Regions from separate parts of the Zea mays genome. Here region 1 is linked to region 2. A link is a contact called in public Hi-C data. All regions are on one chromosome and are shown on one strand. The core of a region is the stretch at or near the end of the contact, and the rest is flanking DNA. Distances in the headings are between cores, read along the strand shown.

Region 1 (6,731 bases), core at 972-3,471, 150 kb after region 2:
ACCATTATGTGTAAAATGTTCGTTTTCTCGAACCACGCAGGAGAGTAGCATGTCATTTCATTAAGAAAATTATGTGTAGAATGTGACCTAAATAACCAGTATTTTAGTACTGTTTCAGGGTGTAAAGTCATGCACGAGTGTTTTGTATGCATATTGGTTAATGTCTATTAGAAACCACACCACATGATTATGAGTTATGACTACAGATTTTTTTCCAGCTATTTGCACTATGGGTTGCTTGCTGCTAGAGCAGAGGTCTTAAAATCTGGCAATGGCAATGGTTACAACAACTGTATGTTAGAAGGATATCAAGGTATGGTTGTTCATTTCTGCTTTATTTTTTCCTATCATGTATTTCCTTTTTGTGTGTTATAGTCATGAATCAGCTCCCTGCCAATGAAGTTGATTTACACTTATTTCTAATACTAAAATGACGGCGCTGAACTTTGTTAAGTTTCTTCAATATTCTGTGCACCAAACAGATAATTTCGTATTGTGTAATAAAGTCAGGTGGATGTTTCCCTTCATTTTGTTTTATATCTAACTATTGTTATCATTCTTTGAGATAAGAACTAAGTCTATGATTAAGATATTGTTATAGTGCTGATTATGATTGTACTCATATATACATAACAAATACATACACAGATAAGAGATTATGAGCCCTGTTGGATTTACAATTGAACTTTCTACATGCCATGCTTTGTGGGCCTGCTTTGTGACATAACTCATCTATTGATCTTTTACTGAGAGCACATACTTGTATTGGGTTTGTGGGTGTAGGGCAATATAAATATGGCTCTGAAACATTTGAAGCCTCAGCTTCACCTTCTGGTGCAAGTTATTCAAAATGCAAGAATGATGTTGTGAAATCTCTTAAAGTGGATGAAGCATGTACCCACCTGAAATGTTCTTTTGGTGGCATTTGGAATGGTGGCGGTGGTGCTGGACAGAAAAAACTTTTTGTGGCATCGTTTTTCTTTGACATGGCTGATGAGGTAAGGTGTGCCAAAGCTTATGCTCATGCATGTGTTGGTGGTTTTAGCTGAATGTGTATCTTCACACAACCTTCAGCTTTTAGTGAATCTTATTTCATTACAATTGAAATGTCTGTTCTGTGCATAATTTCATCCTTAATCAGGTGCCATTGCCTTTTTGCACTTTGTGTGACAGGAAAATGGAAGTCATGCGACTAAGAGGGGCACGTACGACGAGAACCTGGTGAACGGACAGATTGCGCAGCAATTGACAGGGACTCATCTGGTTGCCATCTTTCTGTGAGCTCTTGATGTTGAACCTCTACGAGTCATGCACGCAACATGTTTCATACTGTTGTTAGTCTTGGTCATGGGCTCATTGCACTTGATGGGCTATGTTGTCCTTTCAGAAACATCAGTTATCTGGTATGACTTAGGTTACAATAGGCATGTGTTATGTCTTGTAGTTTGGACGCTGAACATTTTTCCCTCCTAATGCAAATTACACAAAGCCCTTGAATCTTCACTAAGTTTCTTCACGTTCTTTTTGTTTGTTTTCTGCAATCATACCATGACTTTAGCATACAGATCCATCACCTCTTTAATCCCAAAGGTTCGACAAAGAACATTGTTCTTATGAGCAGGAATCGTATCTGCTGAATGCTCGAGCTCTGGGGATGGATCATGGATGGCTACGAGGAGGCCGCGATTGAGGATGGCTCCCAATGTTTTCTAATCGGTTGATCGTTTCTAATTGACACAGAGGCGATCAACTGATTAGATCGATTCTTACTTCACAACTGATGTCTTCGATGGTGATAAATACCAGGATTGTATTGGTGACATTATTGCGCAACTTTGGAGTCAGTTCATTCTATTTGAGTCAGTGTATTTATAATGATATTACATATTTATATCGTCAAAATAATATTAGTGTTAATGTGATTTGTTGGCACACGAATTTTGCATATCACAGTGATGTTTGTTATCCCGTATCTATATGTTTTACACTAATTTTTAATTCTCGTGGCAACGCGCGGGTACATACCTAGTAAACAATGAAAACCGAAAAAAGGACTAGTAAACGATGAAAACCGAAAAAAGGAAGAAGGGGAAAATGCTATATTGGGTGGAGTTCTGGCTAACAGAAGCCCAAAAAGACGACACGAAAGCCCAACAAACCAAATTGGATGGGCCGGCCTAACATTCACAGCGCTCGTTCCCCCCAAATCCTCGTTGTCGTCGCAGAGTCCAGGTGCGTCAGCCAGGAGTCAGGACTCTCAACTCCGGCGAAGGGAGCAGAACCGTTTGTGGCAGTTGGGCGGCGTCGGCATGGACGAGGCTACGAAGAAGGTGGAGGCTACGGTGCTGGAGATCCCGCGAGGGTCTGATATGGAGTCCGTAACGGAGAACAAGGTACGCACCGCCGCCGCTGACCGCCTCGGCATCGACCTCTCCGTCTCCAACCGCAAGCTCTTCGTCCGCGGCGTCGTTGATGAATACCTACTTTCACTCTCCTCGCAGGAGGAGGCGAAGGCGGCGGAGGAGGGCGACGCTGGCAGGGAGAGCAAGGACAAGGAACGGAAGGAAGATGAGGAGGAGGATGAAGGTAAGGGTGGCGGGAAGAGAGAGTACGGCGACCAAGGGGACCTTATCCTGTGCCGCGTGAGTTCCTTCTCTCGTACCTTCTCTCTCGCTCTTGTTCGATCGATTCGGATGTTGTGCTAGGGTTTTGTGGCGTGATGTGGGTTTGTGCGTGCAGCTGTCGAGCAAGAGGAGGGTGACTCTGTCGGAGTTCAAGGGCAGGTCGCTGGTGTCCATCCGAGAGTTCTACGTGAAGGACGGCAAGGAGATGCCCTCCGCCAAAGGTGACTCCACCATGGATTACTGCTCGGATGTTGATGTGATGTCCACCTGAATGGACTTTAATCTGCAATGTCAGCTAGATATTGCCCCACCTTTTTAACCTTTTATACACTCATGGAACAAAGAATGACTCAGTTTTCCTGAAACTGAATTTACCAATTTGTTCCAGAACTTAGAACTGATAATGACGCGGGCTTGTTTTTCCAGTGTTATCTGTCTGCCATTTACCTGTGGCTATTATTTTAGATTTTCGAAAAAAAAACTGTGCCTACCATGTGTACATTGGGGGGGGGGGGGGGGGGGGGGGCTTATTTATTTAATTATATAGAACCACTGCCACAATTTGGTTTTGGTTTGTCACTGTTTAGGGTACATTTCATTCTCCTGCAGTAGCAATACCTTGATTCTGTTATGTTATCTGTGATTTATTCATACCAAGTTCTTTTTAGGCTATGTCAGTCCTCTATTTGCATGCATCTTCGAAAGGTTTTTACCACAGTTATGAAGTTATTTTGCCACTAGTGTCTAGCTGTACTGTTTCAATTGGTGTGCAAGAAAACTGTCAGTATTGGGGTTTAATGGCTTTTGTTGGTTATGTGAATAAGTTCAACTTGATCATTTTAATGCAACATTAGGTTCAGCTTACTTCCATTGAATAAACACTCCTGCCTACTGAGAAATTTGGTTTGGTTTAAAGAAAAATCTGAGGAAATCATTTCTGCAGGCGAGCTGATCTGCAAAAGCACATTTCCACCGTATTCAAATCAGATACACACAGGGGCGGATCTACACCCCGGGCCACCCGGTACGTGGCCCCGGGTATGATCCAATTAACTCCATATAAGTAGCTATTCGATCTAGTTGAAAATAGTTAATACAAAAAGAAGAGAAGAAAATTTAGTAGTCCTGGCCCGGGGCATGAGAGAATTCTAGATCCACCCCTGGATACACTATAATATTCGTTCGCAAGCCAGTTGCCAGTCAATAACTATTATATTTAACTGCTCTAGAATATTCGGTTCAAAAACTAGTTGACATTTCTCTCTTCTTTCATGGTACAACCTGTGTTCTTCCTTTGTTATCTGTTGGTGAAAATGCAAGTGAAATCGATTCAGTTCTCTATTTCCTAAAAGAAAATTTAATTCACTCTTATCTGTGTGGCATTGTGTTCAAGAGCAAAACAATTATAAACCAGTTGTCATCCCTTATGGCATACTACTTGTGATGTCAGAGTCTGGTTATTGTTTCGCATGAGTTACTCCCTCGTGTTCCTATTATTCTAATGGACCAGGATTGAGAAACCTCCTATGCGAGCTCAAACTTTTGTAGGTGTTCATCAGTTTCTATATTTCTGTGTCTAGCATGGCTATAATGCATGTTTCTAAAGGAATTAAGACTTATCAGCTGTTTGTTTGTTAATATCAGCTTACCTAAACTTATGTGCTTACTGGTGCCAATGTTTTGGATTTCTGTGATCTCTTTGTTTTATGTTGTGGTGTGCTGCTTTTCGTGTGTCATTGTTGGTACCATTTTCTTCTCTACTAACATTTATCCTAGTGCAGGTATTAGTATGACAATGGAGCAGTGGGAAGCATTTTGCAATGCTGCACCTGCGATAGAGGATGCCATCAAAAAGCTTGAAGATTCAGACTGAGAACTTGTTTTAGGAGCCTCTTCTTTTGGCAGGGAGCTGGACGTGATGCACAATATATATATCGCTGTAGCAAGGCTGTCTGAATTACAAACGACTTTGGTGATGTTCCAGCGGCCGCACATGGGCTTTATGGGGTGTATGGCTCCTCGGCTCTACGTTTTTTAGCCATGTTCTACGAAGCTCTACTCCATAAAAAAGTCAGGTCACCTGACAGCTCCACGCAATTCTATAACATAAAAAAAAAAGGTGAGATCACCTAATAACTCCAAACAACTTCATTCCGTACAAAAAAAAGTAAAATGTGAGGGGAGAAAACGGCAGCTGAAGCAGTGCTGCTTTTAAGAGCATTGAAGTTTGGAACGACTTATATCCCTAAATAAATTCATCATAAAAAGATATTTATTTAAGGATCTAATGCTACTATAAATAATAATGTTGTCTTTTATATATTTAGTCAAAGATAAAAAAAACAGTTGATTTCTCAAAGGCCAGAATGTTAACTATTTTAAGACAGTAAGTATGTCTCCATCTATCTCTGTTGAGTCACACGCCTAACTAACATAATAGCCTCACGTGGGTTGCATTAATATTCAACCGAATGTCTCATCTCATGTCGCAAGTCGCAACCACAAGAGGTATATGATGTTTCGTCAGCAGTGGCATTGACCAGCTAGTTTTCTCAGGGGCCGTACGTACTACAAGTTTATTTAGCTCTAAGCAATCTTTTTTTTATTCTTTTTCCAGAAAAAAAAAGGCGGTTTGCATCTAGGAAGATGCGTGAGTAGACGTGCGAACAACTACGATCATTTATGGTGTGTTTGGTTTGTGGAGTCACTCTATGCTTCATGAGATGATGCATCATAAGTTCATTCTATCAATTTTGGTGGAATCAACCCACTCCTCATGTATATACTAATTATTAGCTTATAAGGAATATGGTGGTGATGGATCAACCCATTCTATTCCACAAACCAAATAAAAAAGTGAGGAGTGAGAAGAAGATGGATCACTTCACTCCTCAAACCAAACACACTATTACCAACTCTAGTAAAACGTTTTGCGGCAGGGAGAGCAGAGCTCGCTGCTACCTGCTGCCTGGAAGCCGCTGCTATCCAGGCGAAACGCACCAGTGTGTCTAGGGTCTCTAGCCTCGAATCATCTTTTTACCCCTTTGATTTGAACTGCTTCCTTGACCACAACACCTTATCAGAGGAAACAAACAAAAGGCCATCAATTAGTCGCGTACGAATCTACAGGGAATCGCGGTACTAATTCGCCCTGGGGCGTCTCATTGCACTGTTGCTTCACGTGAGATCCATGTAGTACTAGCTTCCTCTTTCGCCAAAAGCCGGGAGGGATAGTAAACATATAGATAGCTAGCTTCATGATATCTATGGCATCATTATTGCATTCGAGATATTGAGCCTGTGTGTATGACCGGACACTGGGACCGTTTTTTTTTCGCCTTGATTTGAACTGCCTCCTTTGACCACAATAGATGATTGTCGAGAAGGAAAGAAACAAACATCCACCCATCGATTACTTGCTTACGCATCGGCCATCACTACCAGCAATCTTGATGTCAAGCTAGTTACGCTAGCAAAGTACTAATAAAATACCGGGCTTTGGGGGGGTTTGTTTTGCATAAACAAAAAGATCACACAAAATTGCTCCCCCGTACCTGCACGAGCTGGTGAATAAATAAATTACACCACTAATACGTAAGCCCTAGGCAGGCGTTGCTGGAACATCGACCTCTTCTCAATCGTGAGCCAATTAGAAGCGAGAGACAAGGATATACAAGACAAACCGTGACGTGACTAAAGTCGCAGACGGCTGGACGGCATCGGGTCTTTGTGCTCCATGGTTCTCGCCCTCCTTGACAGAAATGATATAAAAAAAGAATGGAAAAGATTCCGGACCAAGGTTTTGTTTAATCATTTGGTATTTGCACGTATTTTCTACGTTGCTGATCAAGACAAGGACACTAGGGTTTCAAAACTTAAGCATAACCCCGCTTTAATTACTAGACACATGGTATTTGCACGTATTATATTTTCTACGAACTCTAGATATGATCGATGTAACTGCGCCGAGACACATGATATGCTTAATTTTGAAAAGGCGCTATAGTTTGATTTTAGTAATTTAGCGATAATTTTAGATGAACTAATGTATCTGATGTGAGATGCACAAGTACTACATTTAATTAGTCTGTAGATTTATTGGTGTAA
Region 2 (7,051 bases), core at 3,611-6,110:
ATAGAGCTAGCCACCCCCCCAGATCCCCATGCCTCTTCGTCTTCCCTGGAATCCCTGCAGGCGTTACCTGTACCCTGAACTCTAGAGGCCAGGAGCCCAGGACGACTACTTTTCTACAGGATTGGTGGCTCCTTTCCCTATCCCTTCTTCACCGTTCTCTCTCCCTCCAACACCCTTCTCTCTACACCGGCTGCTCGGACACACAGGGTCTGGAGATGAGCAAGTCGTCTGAAGTCTCCCAATCTTCATTGTTCGGTTCAGACTTCAGTTCAGAGTTTCAGACTTCAGTTGTATGATGATCTCATATAGGTGTTGCCTTCTTGGTCATGGTCTAGTAAGTTGTAGAATTGCAGTTTCATAGTTTCATATAGACTTGTTGCTGGAGATGTAGTACTGTTTTGGACTATTCAAGTATTCATACTGCTGTTTTGGACTATATATACTGCTGCCTTGTCTATACTTGTGCTTGTCCTGAGCAAGTCTCTATACAATATAAGTATATATCTATATATAGTGTTATATATGTCTATATGTCCTGGAAATACATAGGACGATCAGGGTGACGATTAGGGTCGATCAGGGGCGACCGAGCGACTAATTGCCCTGATCGTCGCCTAATCGCGACTAATCGTCTGATCACCCAGTGGCATCGATCAGACGATCAAGTGATCTGAAAACAATGTAGCTGACAGTAAAAATAAAAGATCCAGTGGGACCCACATGACATCCCTAACATCATTTTCTCTAAGATGTCCATGATGGCCAGCCACATGCCCACATCGGCAATCAGAGTGGCACAACTAAGACCCAAATATGCAGGTCAATATTTCAAAGATCTAGATGACACTGTCAAACAAGTTTGGGGCAGTGCCCACTGGTCTAGTTTACTCTTTAGATTACCTACTGAACTCATTACAGCTGCAGAAGTATAATTCTCATATTCAATTTCAACCAGGAACGGGTGACATGTGTTGCATGCACCTTTTTTTTACTAAGGGCCTTTTCCCTTTTTAACACAATCATCAATCCTTTGCACTAAAATTCCATAGCCATCCATATACTAAAGTCATCACGTAATGCAGAACAAATGCATGCTCACCCTCACAAAATGCACTATAAAAGTATAATTCCTACAACTGTTCAATAAAATACAACACAAGTCTAAACTTCCTGAAGTGCAATATAATCTTTAACTTTTTGCAATTAAATATAATCTTTAATGTGTGCACAGAAGCACAAGACAATCTGAATTCCTGAAGAAGTGCAATCTAATTTTTGCTCCAATTGATGTAGCAAAACAATATTAACTATCCATATGGAGTCATGAGATAATTACTTTGGTCATAAATGGAAAAAAAAAACTAAACTGGAAAGTCCAAAAACAGAATGATGATGAGTTATTTGAGAGAGAGGTTTGGAGATTGTATCCCAAAACATCTAACAGTATATTAGAAGAACAGCTTTCTAAAACACGCAGAAACGATGCACATCATTATACTAAGGAGAAAAAGGGTCCACCAACAGAACATAAAACCAGCAAACAAATTAAGGAACATAAAACATAAAGGAAAAAAGAAACACACGCAACAACAATAGTACAAATCACTAAGATTTCAACAGTGAACCACAGAAAAAGAAACCAGTGAATAACTAACATTCAATTTTGATAAAAAAATGTTCTGCATAAAACAAAATCCAAGCTGAAATTGCTATGAATAAAACCAAGACAGAGCACGGACAATTAACTATTAGTGCTGTTATAGAGGTTCTGTTAGCAAGAATTATTGCAGCTTTGCAACCTGAAAAAATCAGAAAACCAGAAATTAAATCTATATAATAGGTAGAGCTGTTAAGACAGGTACATACAGTAGTATGAGCATGTAGTAGTGACTGTCGCTGTTGGTGAAGATCCTGAAGAATTGACACACCAAGCTCTTCTGTCTCCAACATAGTTCTTCGGCTCTCTTTAATTCTGTCAGTTGACTGATTCAGTCTTTCAGTTGTCATCATCAATCTCCCCCTCTGATCAGTAGACACCTGAGCCATGGGAGAGCACCCCAAGTATGACATGAGTAAAAATACTGTAAGAAACCTGAGAAAAAACCAGCATAACGAAAATAAATGCAACAGGAATGCAGAGGTAGAAATCCTATGTACACAGACATTGATGAATAAGAAATATAGGCAATCCAATCAGTTCTACTAGATATTAAACAACATTCCAAAACAACTAATGAACTTATAGTTCCTTGAGTTCAGCTGGTGCCAGAACTATTGCATTACTTGAGGAACATTTCTTATATAAATAGATTTACTTTTTTCAGACTACAAACGTATCCATATCACTATATAATCCAACCAAATCATCCATACTTAACACGCCATCAAATCCACCAAACAAATTGTATGTAGACATAACACATCATCAAAACCAACGGTTCAGATCGCTGGATAACCTCTCTCCCTTACTCAAATCCAATGGATAATATTATTTGGATTGTCTCTCATCCCTCATCCCTCCTCCTCCCCCGCAACCCCGCCGCCTCCCCTTCCCCCTCCCCCTGCGTCCCCGTTGTCCCCTCCCCTAACTCGCGTCGTCACCATCAACCCCTACTCTTGAGACGCCGCCGTCAACCTCTTTCCTCCCCTCCCCGGAATCGTAGAGTTAACACGGGCTATATGCTAGTGTTCGGGAGATAGAATAGAAAACTCATCCATCACATGTAAATTCCTTTCTATAGATGTAATGGTTTTGTCTTATTTAGTGACGGACAGAGAATTACAGAGATTTAGGATGAGAGAAAGGATTTCTTGCTTCTATCATGCCTACCACTGTTTTCATTCATCCAGTAGCAATATGAACACAAACGTGGTAAGGGAAAACCTATGCTACCAGCATCATAAAACATAAGTGAAGCACAGTTAGTTAAGGTACAATATGAAGAATCTGAAACAAAATTTTAAAATATAGTATATCACGACTGAAAAGGTGAAACTATCTGATGTATCCATCAATGTTTAAATATAGGCCACTCCATGGCATCCAAATGAACTAGCTCTCTAATTTTGCAAAAGTTGAGTGGCATGGCATATATACAATTAATCGTTGAATATATAACACATATTTCCTATAGAACAAAAGTTGTAATCATGCCAGCTAAGCATGTAATGAAAGCCATTGATTAAATCTTGATGGTCAGATATGCATGACAGAGAAGTGAGAACATATATAAACATGCTGGCAGGATCCTGCCACAGATCCATTACTGCTAAAACTTGGATATCCAAAAAATGAAAGGTCAAAAATATAATGCAGTAATCCATCTGGATTTAACAACATGCACATGTAAACCATTCATTGATGATTAATCGAATTCCTAGTTTATATGTCCCATAGTTACAATGACGCACAATGTTGCAAGAAAAATGCAAGTAAATAACAAACAATACAGACATTTAATCTAATTAAAATATAGCACATCAATCATTTAGACTATATAACTAATATTATGGACACCTATGTAGGAATCATAATAAATACCAAAGGAAAAAAGAAAGAAATCATTTCAATGCAAACCTAATCACCTAATATGAAATACTACATTCACATTAAAAGTACAACCACAGATATTTATCAGTTATTTCTAGCTAACAGATTGGACCTATGACGCTTAGGCTGTCTGCAGTGATCACCACGCGCCCTCCCCCTCCCCTCGCCTGTTGCTGTTTAGCGTGAAGGAATCGCTGCAACGCTCTCCCCTAAACCCTCCTCAACACGCTACTGTCAAGGGGAGAGTACAGGGACACGCCACATTCAGCGGAACACTGTACCGGCCCCTTTCCTTGTTTTATGTGCACGACATGGTTAGTCAGTTGGGAAAAAATGTGAGAATAGATGGTGAATATATATGGAAAAAAATATTTTATGGTTATTGTAGGGTATAGGGGGAGAATTAGCCTTACGTGTTGAAGCATCAAGCATAGCTCAACACTTTGAATACACAGCAAGGTCCTATATTAAGCTCACCGCGAGAGTATCAGCCATTCCAGACTCCAGGAGCTCCTCCCGGGTAGCCTGCCTAGCATTGGGCGCTGAGATCCTCTTAAGCTCACTCTTGACGTTGTTGAGGTCAGATTTATACTCCCTCAGCTTTGCAAGCAAACCAGCCTTAATGCTAGGCTGTAGGTTCCTTGCCTCCAGGTCCATCTTACGAATCTGCAGACACATAAAACGAAAACACAAAATTACTCTCCCACAACCCCGAAATGAAGAGCAGGCACATAAACATCTCATAACTCCCTCGGAACACCAAAACTGCACCAAGGGAAACGAAAAATCCCATATATCTACTTTTCTACCCACTCCGCAGATCAATTGAGTAGAAACGAAGGCGTCAATGCCTTATATCCAGTTACCCAAGGGGGTCCCCAAAACAGAATACGTTGCGGCATCCAATTACCAGCGATTCAGCTTCCTCAACGCCGGATTGGATCTCGGACAGCTTCTGCTTCTTCTTCTCTGCGGATAGGACCACTGAATCAGACCAAAGCAATCAACGAAGCAGGTGTTCCCCGACGGAATCGCAAAGGAGGAATCATATTAAACAGAATCTTGCTTACCCCCATCGAGGGCGGAGGCAGCGGTGCACTTGCGGGAGAGCGAGGCGGAGGCCTCGCAGTACTGCCGCTCGTAGCCCTCGAACACCTCGCTCATGGCTGCTTGCCCGCGACTCGCGTAGATCTCGAATCCCGAGCCTTAATCACCCCAGCGAAAACAACCCGGCAGCGGCGAATTCCCACCGGATCGAGCAGGCGGCGGAGGCGAATTCGACGGACGCGGGAGGGGGTAGCTACGTCTTTGTTGATCCGGTCAGGATTGCCGAGGCCGATACAAAGGAGATGTTTCTTTCTGCGTGGTAGGCCCGGGAGGTGAGTTGTTGCCGTGGGAAGCAAGCGGCCGACGGTACTTGCGGCTGCGGGGACCCGAAACAAACCTAGCTGAATCCAGACCCGAAACAATCCCAGCTGAACCCGGCCCATTTTCCCACCGTTTAAACATTACAGGATGGTGCATTTGAAAACTTAAATCCCCTTCGCTTTGTTTTGAGTTCACAGAATGTAACGTAAATAGTAATGTTAATGATTAACATTTAAATACCGATGGTGACAAGTTTGAATAAGTCGATATTCATTTCTAGTGTGGTATTGATTACGATTAGACTTAAACAAATATATTTTAACGTTATGAGTTACTCATTACGTTACCAATACGTGAACCAAACGACACCTAATATTTACTTCAATCCACATATATTGAGGTGAGTTAGGGTATATGGTGCAAGTCAAACTAATTTACACCATAACCCATCTCAATACATGTGGATTGGAGCTAATACTAAAGTACTCAAACAAAGTCTTAGGTCATCTTCGGTTCTACCCTAATTCATATGAATTGAAAGAGATTGAGGATGTTTCAATCCCTAGTATGTCAAAATCTCTTTCAATACATATCAATCCCTCAATCTATATGAATTAGAAATAACTGAATAAACCCTCGGAATTATCTATGTTTGAGTGAAAAAATGAGATATTTTCTCACTCAAACACCGGAAATCTCGGAGGGGGTTTAGTTCCGAAACTAGTCCTTAGATTTTGTTTGGGTACTCTAGTATTAACCCAACACGTGTATTGAGATGGATTGAGGTGTAAATTAGTTTAACTTACATCCCAACCCACCTCAATACATGTGGATTGGGATTAATACTAGAATACCCAAACAAAGCCTTAGGTGGTTGTTTTGTTTGAATAATATCTAAATGGTAGGTGATCAACTATTCACCATTTAATGGCTAAGATGACACTGATATTAGGATTTGTTTGGTTGATTAGATAATGATGAATTTTATATCCTCTATGAACGAATACATTAGTCTAAAAATAGTGTTTTATTGGTGGCATGAGTGGATGTATTAAAGGTCTGATTGGTTTCAGGCAGCCTCTGCGCCTGATTTGTACGAGTCTGCAACGATTGAGACGCTAATGTTTGGCTTCTCCACACATGCAGGCTAACAAGTGTAAAAAAGCTTTGCCTGTAGCCGTGCGGACAGGCTCTTGCAATGCTGTGCAGCCAACTAAACAAAGACACAAACACGGTCAGCACATACCGCAGCAATGGTCGCCAGGGCTGGTTAACCAATCACGCGGTAATTCGATGTCTCATGGTCTCGACTAAATAGTGTTTGGTTTATTGCATTGGCGGCCGGACGCAATAACCATGTTTCTACGTGATGCAATAATCTTGAAAATGTTTGGTTTTCTATCTGAGTAGGTATGAGTGAGAACTCTTCGCTGAAGAACGATGCATGGGCCACCACAGGATGCAGTGCGTCCATCTAGCCAAGATAGCTAGTAAACCTCATTTTAAACGTACTAGACAAGTCAATGAAGATATATTTTTACATCCACTCATGTAGCCAAGATAGCTAGTGTTGGTGTTTTGAACCTCGTTTCGACAAGTGAATTTGTTGTGCATGTTCCGGACTCTGGACGGTATGCACGGTGGGCAAAAGATTTATACTGGTTCAGACAGAACGTCCTTACTTTCAGTTATCAACGGCTTACGCTACCGACACCATTGATGATCAAAGCACGTATTAGAGGTTACAAGCGGGCGAGAGAGAGAGGAGAGGCTCCTAAGTCTCTTTTCGTGGTTGAGGTGGTTATAAAGTGGAGTTCTAGATAAGTCTTGGCTTGGTGGCGGGGCTCTGCCCTCTAGGTCCTCCTCTTGTTCGTTAGTCCTTCTGGGTGTCTTCTCGTCTGGAGTCCGTCCTTGCGTTCGTCCGTCTCTTCAGGGATCCAAGAGTCTCTTCGTGTGTCCATGGGAATCCAACTCCCTAGCCTCGAACTGGCCTCCTTTTATAGGCAAAGAAGGGAGGGTCGGCCAGCAGTGGTTTACTCAAGAAGGAGCCATCGGGCGATGGTAAACCTGAGTGTTCTACCATAGGGTGAAGCCACAGTGCTCGTGGGTCCCGGGGTCACCTGGATGTCTTGT

The links. Hi-C and Micro-C count contacts between places; a contact is called where the count stands out from the background.
Region 1: a contact with region 2 is called in a Hi-C map of endosperm, with 2.1 times the contacts expected there. The contact joins the promoter of LOC100285609 here to the promoter of LOC100280807 in region 2. A contact is called at or near these places in 4 of 25 Hi-C or Micro-C datasets (ear, endosperm, leaf and 1 more).

Annotation. Positions count from the first base shown.
Region 1 is chr3:209,968,769-209,975,499 of Zm-B73-REFERENCE-NAM-5.0, forward strand. It overlaps LOC100285609 (RNA polymerase II transcriptional coactivator KELP), which reads left to right and starts at 2,222. Exons shown (of 4, transcript NM_001367223.1): 1 at 2,222-2,393; 2 at 2,502-2,642; 3 at 2,740-2,845; 4 at 4,406-4,597. The coding sequence starts at 2,310. The coding sequence ends at 4,497. It also overlaps the pseudogene LOC103651275.
Region 2 is chr3:209,812,684-209,819,734 of Zm-B73-REFERENCE-NAM-5.0, forward strand. LOC100280807 (vesicle transport v-SNARE 13) reads right to left here and starts at 4,861. Exons shown (of 5, transcript NM_001153727.1): 1 at 4,621-4,861; 2 at 4,461-4,519; 3 at 4,028-4,216; 4 at 1,867-2,037. The coding sequence starts at 4,714.